Linked DNA regions of Mus musculus: region 1 is linked to region 2. Evidence: chromatin contacts called from public HiChIP or PLAC-seq data. All regions are on one chromosome and are shown on one strand. The core of a region is the stretch at or near the end of the contact, and the rest is flanking DNA. Distances in the headings are between cores, read along the strand shown. Region 1 overlaps Gm40419 (a long non-coding RNA gene). Region 2 holds the start of 1810007C17Rik (RIKEN cDNA 1810007C17 gene).

What was found. HiChIP or PLAC-seq counts read pairs in DNA pulled down with a chosen protein or histone mark.
Region 1: a contact with region 2 is called in an H3K4me3 HiChIP or PLAC-seq map of embryonic forebrain, with 6 times the contacts expected there. The contact joins the enhancer-like site here to the promoter of 1810007C17Rik in region 2. A contact is called at or near these places in 1 of 39 promoter capture datasets (hippocampal neurons), 4 of 484 Hi-C or Micro-C datasets (cortical neurons, forebrain and neural progenitor cells) and 4 of 115 datasets of contacts at active chromatin or transcription factors (astrocytes, embryonic basal ganglia, embryonic forebrain and 1 more).

The regions. Positions count from the first base shown.
Region 1 is chr12:50,110,373-50,115,618 of GRCm38.p6, reverse strand. Gm40419 (a long non-coding RNA gene) reads left to right here. Exons shown (of 3, transcript XR_872736.2): 2 at 3,256-3,338. Among named protein-coding and RNA genes, the nearest start is that of Gm40418, 7.3 kb to the left of the region's middle. Within about 2 kb of position 3,493, at least 27 of the 459 cell types and tissues checked have an H3K27ac peak or open chromatin away from gene starts, as enhancers often do. A contact at or near this core is called in cortical neurons, embryonic forebrain, forebrain and 1 more, where this site is marked.
Region 2 is chr12:49,479,302-49,484,713 of GRCm38.p6, reverse strand. It overlaps 1810007C17Rik (RIKEN cDNA 1810007C17 gene), which reads left to right and starts at 3,852. Exons shown (of 3, transcript NR_045472.1): 1 at 3,852-4,184.

The DNA.
Region 1 (5,246 bases), core at 2,244-4,743, 630 kb before region 2:
ACTACATTTGCTTTTGGGGTATCACACAATTACCAAATTAGTCATTCACTAAGAGTATTCATCTAGGTTTTGTAAGGATTTTCCCCACCTTAATTTTAGAATATTACACGCAAGGAGAAAAATTGCCGTCTTTTTAGTATGTTCATTAAAAGCCCTTCTCTTCATGCTAGGCTCTGGTTTTATAGTGGCAGCTAGTTCTGTCGTCACAATTATCAGGATGGTGAATTGAATTTGGAAAATTACAAGGACTTTGCTGGCCTGCAGTGGAATTGATCATTCTTTCTATATCTTAAATGTACCCTCTTTTGAAGCTTACATATTGACTTTAATACAGCCCTTCATCCATTTCAATTTACTGAACTTATTATAAGTATGAGATGGAAATTAGAAAGTTACTGCAAGGTTTCATAGCTTTGTGGGCAACACTTATGAAAAAGAGAACATTTTGCTAATCTTTTTCCATAGGAAATTTAGTGAATTGAACTAATATCCTGAGAAGCAAAGCAAAATGCTTATTATTTAAACATGCAAATATGTAATGGAGTATTCATGTTCACAATTAGTTCAGAGACATAATGGAGGGCTCTTAATTGACATGTTTATAGTACTAAACCTCAATATGATTTACTTACAAAACTCCTATATTCCATTATGTATTTAGAGGAGGAGCTATGTACAGGAGCTATGTACATCTCTATAGAAAAACTATGTTGAAAATTTCCAAACCCCAGGGTTTTTTAATGAATAGATCCTGGGCTTATTTGAAACTGAGGTAGAGGTCATATGTATTTTATTCAATATATTTCTTTTCAGGTTCATGATTTGCTTATTGGAGAGGAGGCTTGCACACTTTGTATAGAATATCAAAAGTCAGTTAGGCAGAGATAGGCACCATCTGTGACCAATGGGCAGAGGGTACTCAAAAGGCAGTCTTGGGAATCATTTACAAATCTAGAAAGAACACCATAGTCTGCAGCATTTTTATCACACATACATTCCTGAAGTTGTCCAGAGGGACACCACTTTGTGATTTGAGGACATAGATTTTAAAGTCATTATATATTGATATCAAGACATTAATAAGTCCTTCCTATAGAAGAGCTGGCACTGCACTGTATAAAACAGTACCATAAATTAATGCATTTCCATCTGCTTCTCCAGATATGAGTGTTTCTTTACTCGTCAACTCATTAATCCCTTATTTAATACCACTTAAGCCAAAACCTAATTATGAGAGTCCAAAACCACAGCACAATATTATGAAGGCATTATATATTTATATATATATATATATATGTGTATATATATATATGTATATATATATATATATATATATATATATATATATATATAACTTAATATTCCAGTGGTAGCCTTGAAGGTTTAAATGGATTAGAATCACTATTTGAGTATTGTTGATAAATTATGAAAAGCATTTCTACATTCAAAACATAATGACACATTATTTTCATAGTACTTTGTGATCTTGCAACTACAGGTACTATTATCTATTTCAGTAGCTACAGATATAGTCAACTCAATTCAATTAGTCTTGAGTAAGTAGAGTTAATTTGTTGAGATTTCAGGTTAGCATAATTTCTTGCCAGTTAGAGAGAGAGACTTGTTAAAGATGTGTAATAAGACATATCTTATTTAACACATATTGTACTAGCTTGGTTTCAGAGCATAAGCGTTAGTAATTGATTTTACCTTGGCAACACACACACACACACACACACACACACACACACACACACACACACACACCACACCCTGTGGTTAGTTTACTCCTTGCTACTTTAACAATCAGTTACTGCTTTGGTGAAAGCCTAAAGCTTAATCCATTAAGAGCCATTCAGGACAAAACAAACAAACAAAGCTTTAACCACTTCAGTGACAACAGCCCAGAACCAACAACCAGCCTTCTAAGAAAATCCTAGCAATTTTAGGATCAATAGCCTCACACTGGATGCTACTAAGTGTCAGAAATGTGTGCTGCTAGAGCTTCAGAGAGTATAGCTAAATACAAACACATCAGGGAAAGATAATTTGATACATTTCACTTTGGAAATACCCATGCAGTCCAGAGAGTTGACAAATTCTATCAATAGGCATGAAAAAAAAATAATTCAAGCTTCACCTTGTCCTGAAATTTTCACCTCTATCCCTGAGAGTTGAGCTGTTAAAATAGCTTTTATTCTCTCCACATCCCAGCACCTCCCGCCTCCCCACATTCGGAAATATAAATATAGTTCTTTGAAAACAAATCTCATATCTTTAATGTATTTAGAAGAGCTTTAAAGTCCACTTAATTCAGGGCTACAGTTTGAACAAGAAGAGCAATGAGTACATTTATATTCAAAAGCAGTAAAAACAAACATTTTTCCACATAAGATTAAAAGCCTGTTCATTTCCTTTTATTCCAATGTATATTATCTTTTGTGAAAAGCTCCATTAGCTGTTTTTTTTTTACACATGCTAGACTCTTAAATAACAAACCAACACTATAGAATATGTCTCAGAGAGAAGCCTCACTATCATTCTGTGGACTAAGAAAAATATCTGCTTTAAAAAAAAAAAAACCAAAAAAAAACCAAAAACGTTTTTGCCATGTCCTTTTTAGTTTTTGAAAACAATTTAAAAATACTCAATCCCTTATGGTTCTTAAGAGCTCTTTACATTTGTACTTAATTAAAAACTCGGTAATGAAATAGGAGTACTGTTTATTATTTATCTAAAACTGTCAGTTGGTTAGATTTTTGTCCTCAAATTATCTGGAAGCATTAAATTATATGCTTTCCTAGGTAGTCAACAGACATGACTGGGATTGCCTTTAGGTGGTTTCCAGGCCAATTTGTTTACTGACTATTGCCTACTTATTTACATTTTTTATGTAATTTTTTTAAAGTCCTCTTAGTAAGGAACACTTCATATAAGAAGTTTGCAAAGCAATATCTTTAGTTTTCAAAAAAATCAGATAAAATGCAGGGTAATCTTTTTTTAACGAACTGTTAATAAAAATATTGCCCATTAATATTTTACAGATTAAAGAAATAAATCACCCTGCAACATATCATTAAAATGCACCGTTTTCCGGCGTGTCAGAAGTGCTGTTCAATTTTGTCTGGATTCATTAAAGCTCTCAGAGCATGAGTGTGTTGCCAACCGGAATGTGGGTGGCTGTAATGGCAGCCTGTAGGTTTGTATGGAAAACAAGCATGGTACTGTGAAAAAAATCCTTCTCTCACCCTACAGATACCTGTGCCGAGAGCTTGGAAGGCATTTCTATAGGCTCATTACGAGTGACTGTTAAAGTCCCCATTCACTGAGAAGCAAAGGTAAGTTTGAAAAAAAATGTATTGAGGAAACCGGAAAGGGGGTGGGGAGTGGGGTGGAATCACCTAAGATTGAAGCAGCCTAACCAAGTGACAGACACGTAGACAACTCCGATGCTGCCAGAACAACACTCTGCACAGCCCACCAGCAAGCAATTTGTCATAGCGACAAGAATATCCTCAGCAATTTGGCATCAGGGTCCTTGGACAGCCAACTGCGACTATACAGCACGAGTCGTGCTATTCCGCAACGTGAAGATAGAAACCAAGGTTCTCGTTATTATGTCCAAATGTGTTATTTTATGAAAAACATATCTTTTGTCATGATCAACATAGAGATAAAACCGTAGCAATTGATAATAGCTGGGGGCAAATAAAAAGAAATTGAGAAAAATACATCCTGGTATGTTTTTTGAGATGCCCCTAGTGTTGAGACTTCAGGATGTTTGCTTGATGTGTTCGGTCTTTATGGCAGGCTCCCACAGAGCTTCCAAGAAGTAATGAATCCATAGGTACAAGAATGAATTGGGAATGTTTGGCGAGGTAAATAACTTGCTTTTAGAAGTCTGTAGTCTTTTCTTGTTTTAGACTTTAGATCCTTGTATATGTGGTGGTGACTAACATGTTAGTTTAGTGCAAATCCTTTCTGATTGGTATGGTTTGAAATTAGGCAAAGAATTCAAGGTAAGTTGAGTTATAAAAGTGCAAAGGAAAGACTCTGTGCTCTTTATGTTCCTATCCTGGTAATCTATTGTAAAAGTGCAGTAAAGGAGAGAAGCCAGGAGCATAGGATAAAGGTACCAGATAAATAAGCACGGAGCATTCCCTTGCCAATTACTTGGCATCTTGCTTAGTAATTAATGCCACCGTAATGAAATAAAGTGGTAGGCACAAAGATTGGGCCTTTTGTGAACTCTATACAGAACCAAACACTCATAAAAATCTTGCTCAAAGCTAGCTTAGCTTGATTTTCTTCACAATCAAAACTCGCTAGAGAAAAAATTAGTATAAACCCAAAATGTGTGTGTATGTTTGTATGTGTATGTGTGTGTGTGTGTGTGTGTGTGTGTGTGTGTGTGTGTGTATGTGTGTGTGTTTTGAATGTATTATTTAAGGGTGACATCAGACAATTGTAGTATTGCTGCCTCCATCATATGGACAAGAACGTCCTTCATTCCCCAGACATTATGGAATCATGAACCCACTCTGCCAGAAGCAAATAACGTTATTTATTATTTGTTCTATGAAACACTTTCGGTAACCAATGCGTAAGTGGTTATAAGTGCCTTACAATGGATTTCCAAGATCTTATTCCTTCTTGTGCCCTATGAAACTTTTAGGAAATGATAAAAGCAGTCAAGGCTTAAATAACAATGAGGCTAATAGTACTAATGGATATTTTAAAATAAAAATATATAATTTAGTCATTTTTATATTTAAGATTTGTGCAAGACTAGAAAATATTCAACTAACATTATAATAATTTATAAACAATGAATTTATTAGATCTAACGCATTTATTACAATTCACTAAAACCACAACAGTAAGTTTTCCAATCTAGGTACAATAACTGAATAGTAGTCATGGTTTGGCGTTAGGGAATTAGAGAATGAGACATTTAATTACACTACTATGGAAATGATGTTGAGAACAGTGTGTGTTGACAGCATGTCTATAGAGATGATTAAAGAAAGGCTGAAGATTTATAATCTTGGAGGATATAGTCAAAGAAAGGGGAGGACTGAGAAGTGTGTGAGGAGCGTGCGTTTCAGGCTTAGCAACATAAAATATAGAGGAGACCGTAAAGAAACTAACTCTATTTTTTTCTCAGCTTTGCTTGAGAGTGGGGGGTGTTTTCCTTGTAAGTCCCATTAACATCAATGGGACTCATGCAGCTAAAACCTTGTGTA
Region 2 (5,412 bases), core at 2,603-5,102:
TATATATATATATGTGTATGTGTGTGTGTGTGTGTATGTGTGTGTGTATACACACTGTTCTATGTACTTTGTTTTGCAGGTGATCTGGAGGGAGATGTGGACTGCCATGTTTCAGGGAACCAACAGCATCCCAGATCCATTGTTCCCAAAGGAGATGAATCCTATCTGGGAATGCACTGGTGTGCTCTGCATGGAACGTGGAAAATAGCATATGTCACTACTGTACAGCACACAACAGACAATTATGATTCAACTGTCCAAATTATAATCAGTTTGACAAATGTCCACAAACGTCTTCATTCTATTTTATATTTTCCCTAAGACAAGGCAATCACACAACCAGACAATTCCATCAGGGAAGCTTGTTAGCTGCTTAGTCTGTTAAACCCTGGTTGCCATAGCATCTAGAGTTGAAAAAGCTGCAGATTGGCATGAAAAAGCATGTCGACAATTGCCCTGTCACAGCATGCAAGCCAGGTCTGCTCAAAGGCAGCACACTACAAGTTTTCTTTCCCAGTTTGCACTACCCCATGCTGTTTAATAATATCCATTTACTGGTATTGGGATTGATCTAGCGCAGTGTAAAATTCACATCTAGTGAGACTTTGCTTTTCACATGGAGTGAATTCTTTAACAAATGAGAATATGGCAATTAATTTAGAAATGTAATACTGTATGCCCTATAAGAAGTATATTTAGATTTAATAAAGAAACTGTCCAAAAAATTTAATGCACTGTTTTAAAGAGCACAATAGTTTTACTTGGCATCTTTTCAGTTGACTTTCTAGTCATTTCTAAAGCCTTGTTAGTCATACTTCAGTGATGACAGACAGCATTCAAATTACAGTAGTATATTTTAAACCATGTTTTAATCATACCATAGTCATTTCTTCTTCATATGCATGCTATAATTTAATTAAGGACATATATTTCTAAAATAACTATAATTTAATTAAAGATTAATATCATGAGCTCTGAAATTATAGTCTAGAGAGCAATGTGCATCAATTTTTTCCAGAGGGATCATATACTTAATGGTGATAAATTACCATGTATTAATAAGAAAACTTAGGTTTCTACCAATGGGAACTCAAACCCCTGCCAACTATCAGATTCATGTAGTCTATAGATTTTGAATAAAGTAATGTGTGTTTACAAACAACAGTTGTTAACTTACTGGAACTGTAAAAATCTTAAAAATATCTACTGAAATTTTGAATCTTGGTTAATTATTTCAATTAAGACATTTATAGTTATAATATTCAGACTTTGCCCATTACCTCTTGTCCTAATATTTCTTCAATTTAAGTTTTTGATTTCCACAAAGAACAGAATAATCTAAAAATATGCAACCCACTAAACCAATATGAGTTTCAAACAAAAGAATTTTTAGGTATTATCTACAATGCATTCTTTTTCTTTGATGCTCATTGCTTTGTTATTGTGGTATAACAAAGGCATTTTCTACTCTGTATTGAATGAGCTCTTCATTTTGAACTTTTCACATAAAAAATGTTGATCTGCAACACGAGAAAGTGATGAGCTGACAAGGAAATGCTGAACTGATGGTTGCTCTTCACATTCTGAAGCTACTGAACACCTTTTGCACTTTCTTCTTCTAAACAAGTTTGTCTATTGATATTTTCAATAGAATAATCAAAGCAAGAGGCCTTCAGTTTTATACATGCATGTACGTTTGCACATACTCGTGCACACATGCACACAAAACACACAAACACAACACAATACACACAATACATATACAACACACCAACACATACCCAACATACACAACAAATAGACACACACACAACACATACACAACACATACACAACACACACATGACACTCGACACATGCACACAAGTGAAAAGAGTGATACAGAGTAGACCTCTTCAATCAGTAATGTTAAGTCCCTAATTTTCTAGGAATCCTCAAAATAAATCTCAAAATCTTGACATAAAACTTGGTTCACATATGGTGTCCATGAATGTGTTTTCTTATACCACATCTTCCAGGTTTTTTTTTTTTTTAAGGAGGAAAGCTGTTTACTTGTTAAAGGTCTTTTTATAAGCTTTGATGACTCAAAAACACCTTCATTTTAACACATGGAATTTGGCAACGAGCATAACCATGCTACCATTTGAAAGACTTTGATATTTTGAAAAGAAGAAGATTAAAAACATCAACGATTGAGAATAAGTTGGCTCCGATGTCTAGAACAAAAATTTCCCAAGTATGAATTTTAATGTGAAGACTTACTAGTGAAACGTATCTGCCAGAATAACATAACCTATCAAAGCCCTAGTTATTGCAAATAAATAACAGCCAGTAGTGCCACAGACTTTACCCTGGTGTCACAAGATAAAATATGGGACCAAATTGTGGCAAAGAAGAGATGGCAGGTTGCTACATAAATGTTCATATAAAATGAAAAAGAGTGGAGATATCATATCTTCTCATTACATTTTTCATTTTACATTTTACATTTATATTACATAATTATATTTAACATTGGGTTTTTTTGTTATTTTTTCCAATTTCTTTCATTTACACTCAGTTTGCCACAGAGCAGTTCACACTGGTTTAAAACAGGGCACTACCTCTGATCTTGACTTAGGACACACATACTTTTCTACATAACCTAAAGCCTGGCCTCACAGAAACCTAAACAGATTTCCACAACTCAGAGTTCCTTACCTACAACCACAACAGCACACAGCTCTTTGTAATCCCAAGGTTATCTCTTGACAATGATTTGAAAACATATGCTATCTTTGTATCCAGCCTGCGTTCATATTGTGCATTCCCAATATATTTTAATTAATTATGTATGAACTGCATTTTCTTTTTACACCTGGCTGATTCTCTGTTTATTCTTGTATTTTAATATAAGAAAATAGTCATGCATTTCAGTTCTTTAGAACATGTTCATTAGATACAATGACTAATACAGATATGCTCTATAAACAATCTCATTTTGGCCAGAGACAAATTTTTAATTGATATTCTACAAAGAAAATGTCAATAATCTTAAAATTCCATAAAAAGAGAAAAGGGAAAAACAGTCTGACTTGTGATCAGAGGGAGTATTTTGCCATGACATGATTCTTTTCATGGTAAAAATATCACAGTTAAAGATACACCACACCACAATGTTTTATTTCTTCAAACATCCAAGTGACTTTAATTTCCCCAGTGAAGCACTGGCTTAAAAGGAATGTAAGTTTCGTCCAAACACTCGCGTTCTTGGGTGAGGCAGTTCTTGCTTCTCTGGGTGATTTTGCCTTGTTCTGAAATTGTCTTCACCTGACGCAGAGCGCATTAACTGCTAGATAGGCATCACACTGTCTGTCTCCATGCTGTAGCATACAGCCGTGAATTTGCTACGATCTGTTTAATCAGCAGTGCATTGATTTTCCCGCAGCTTTCCTTCATTTTAGCCCCATAGCAGGCTTCTGTAATTTCCTTTGGACAAAGTGTAACCAAACTGTGCTAAGTGATGTTGATTTGCAGGCAAAAGTAAAGGGGTAAATATAAATTAACAAGCTATAAACATTTTACAAGTGGGGAGTCAATAAAAACAGTGTCTGCAGTTTCTTAAAAAAAAAATGATTTGAAGCAGATTGTTAACAAAGGTGTCCAAAGAAACTGACATGAGTCTGAGAATAATTTTTGCGCTTTGTGATTAAGAATTGATCAGTCTAAAAGCCTCAGATGCTACTGAATCACCCATAAGCTGCTGGCCTGAAAAGGCTCAGCGGGGGCTGGTATTTGTTTGTTAAACTCCCATGATTCCAAGTAGATAATTGGTCTGTGAAGTTCATGGCAGAATCTGAATTTGCTTTCTTGCTTCCCAGCTGGCTGAGCACTGGTTTATAGACTTGTGTGTACAAATTTAGCCAGCAGCAAACCTCACATCTTTAATATAAAAGGTGTTTTGTTGTGTTTTTCAGGTGCTGAGTGAAAAGCCCACACTGCAGAAGCTCATTAAAAGGGCCAAGTTACAGTACAGGTTTATTTCTGTCACAGCGTTTCTGAAAACAGTGACAAGGATTAATATGTTTCTTTAGTACTGGAAAAAGCCTGACGCAATCCCTTGTGAATTTGATCATCTGTTTCATTGCCTGTAGAAGATTCAGCTTCCTATTATATCTGAAAGTTACAGCTGTAAACTACTACTGGTAAGGATTCATAAGCTACTGCAGAACCCTGGGGCAGAGCTAATTGTTTTATTAAACATTTGCTAATTTACTTATTATTTATTTCATATCTCACCCTTATAGTCATTTACTACTCTTCCTCAAAGTCAAGAGTGTCTTAGTTCCTTGGTTGCACAGAGCAAATAGAGACACAGTGGTTTAAATTTCAGTGAGTTTCAGTAAAAGTTCTATGGACCAGTGTGTTGGAGAAATATCCAGTTTACATATTTTATTTAAGAAAAGGTAACATTTTACGGACATCAAAATGTAATTTTCTTATTAAAAATATTAATGACATGAATATATACTTTCTGTTCTGACGAGTTGTGTAACACTGGACATATTAATTTAATTGGTGGATGCTATATGTCTAACAAGACTTGCCATGTGACATATGCAAACTTTAGAAAAGTGTAAAATATACCACAAAATGTTTGTTTTACAACAAATTAAATCTATTTGATATTTTTTAAAACTAAAAGTTTTAGTAATGTGCAATTATCTATAATAAAACAAATATGCTTAGGAACTGAGAACTTTTTAGCCTCCTCCTCCATCTCTTATGCTCATTGAGGAATGTCTATTCCTTCCCCTTTTCTTCTATTTTGAAGACAAATGCAGAATTCTAATATTCAACACAAAAACGCATATTTAACATAGTTTCAAATGCTATAAATTCAGAACATGCAAATGTAAAGGTTTAAATGTACAGCCCCCTGTGTCAAAATCCCTCCTCACACTTTCACCCACACTTTATTAGTAGTGTCACTGATGTCAAATTGAGTGGAATGAAGAAGCTTACAGAAGTTGTGTTTCTAGTTTCCTATATCCACAGACATTTATCCCATATTTGATTCTAAATAGAGAATAGAGCTACCTTGTTGTCCTCAAAAACTAAAAATGAAATCAAAACAGCAGTGAAAGACCAGCCAAGAAAAACACACTCTATCCCTCGTGTGCTACCTCTTTCTGTTTCTACCAACAAAATCTTTTGCTTTGTGTTTTCCATCAACAGTGTCCATAATAGCAATAACAAAATAATTGTTAATATGATCATGTATTTCAACATGTCCGACTGACATCATGTGGTACTGTGTGTCAGGCACAGCTACACAAGGAGACCATGCATCATGTTACAATGGCAGCCACTGCTTTGTACTGAAGGGCCACATAATCTGCAAGCAAATTTGTTCTCAGAGTAGAATGTGTC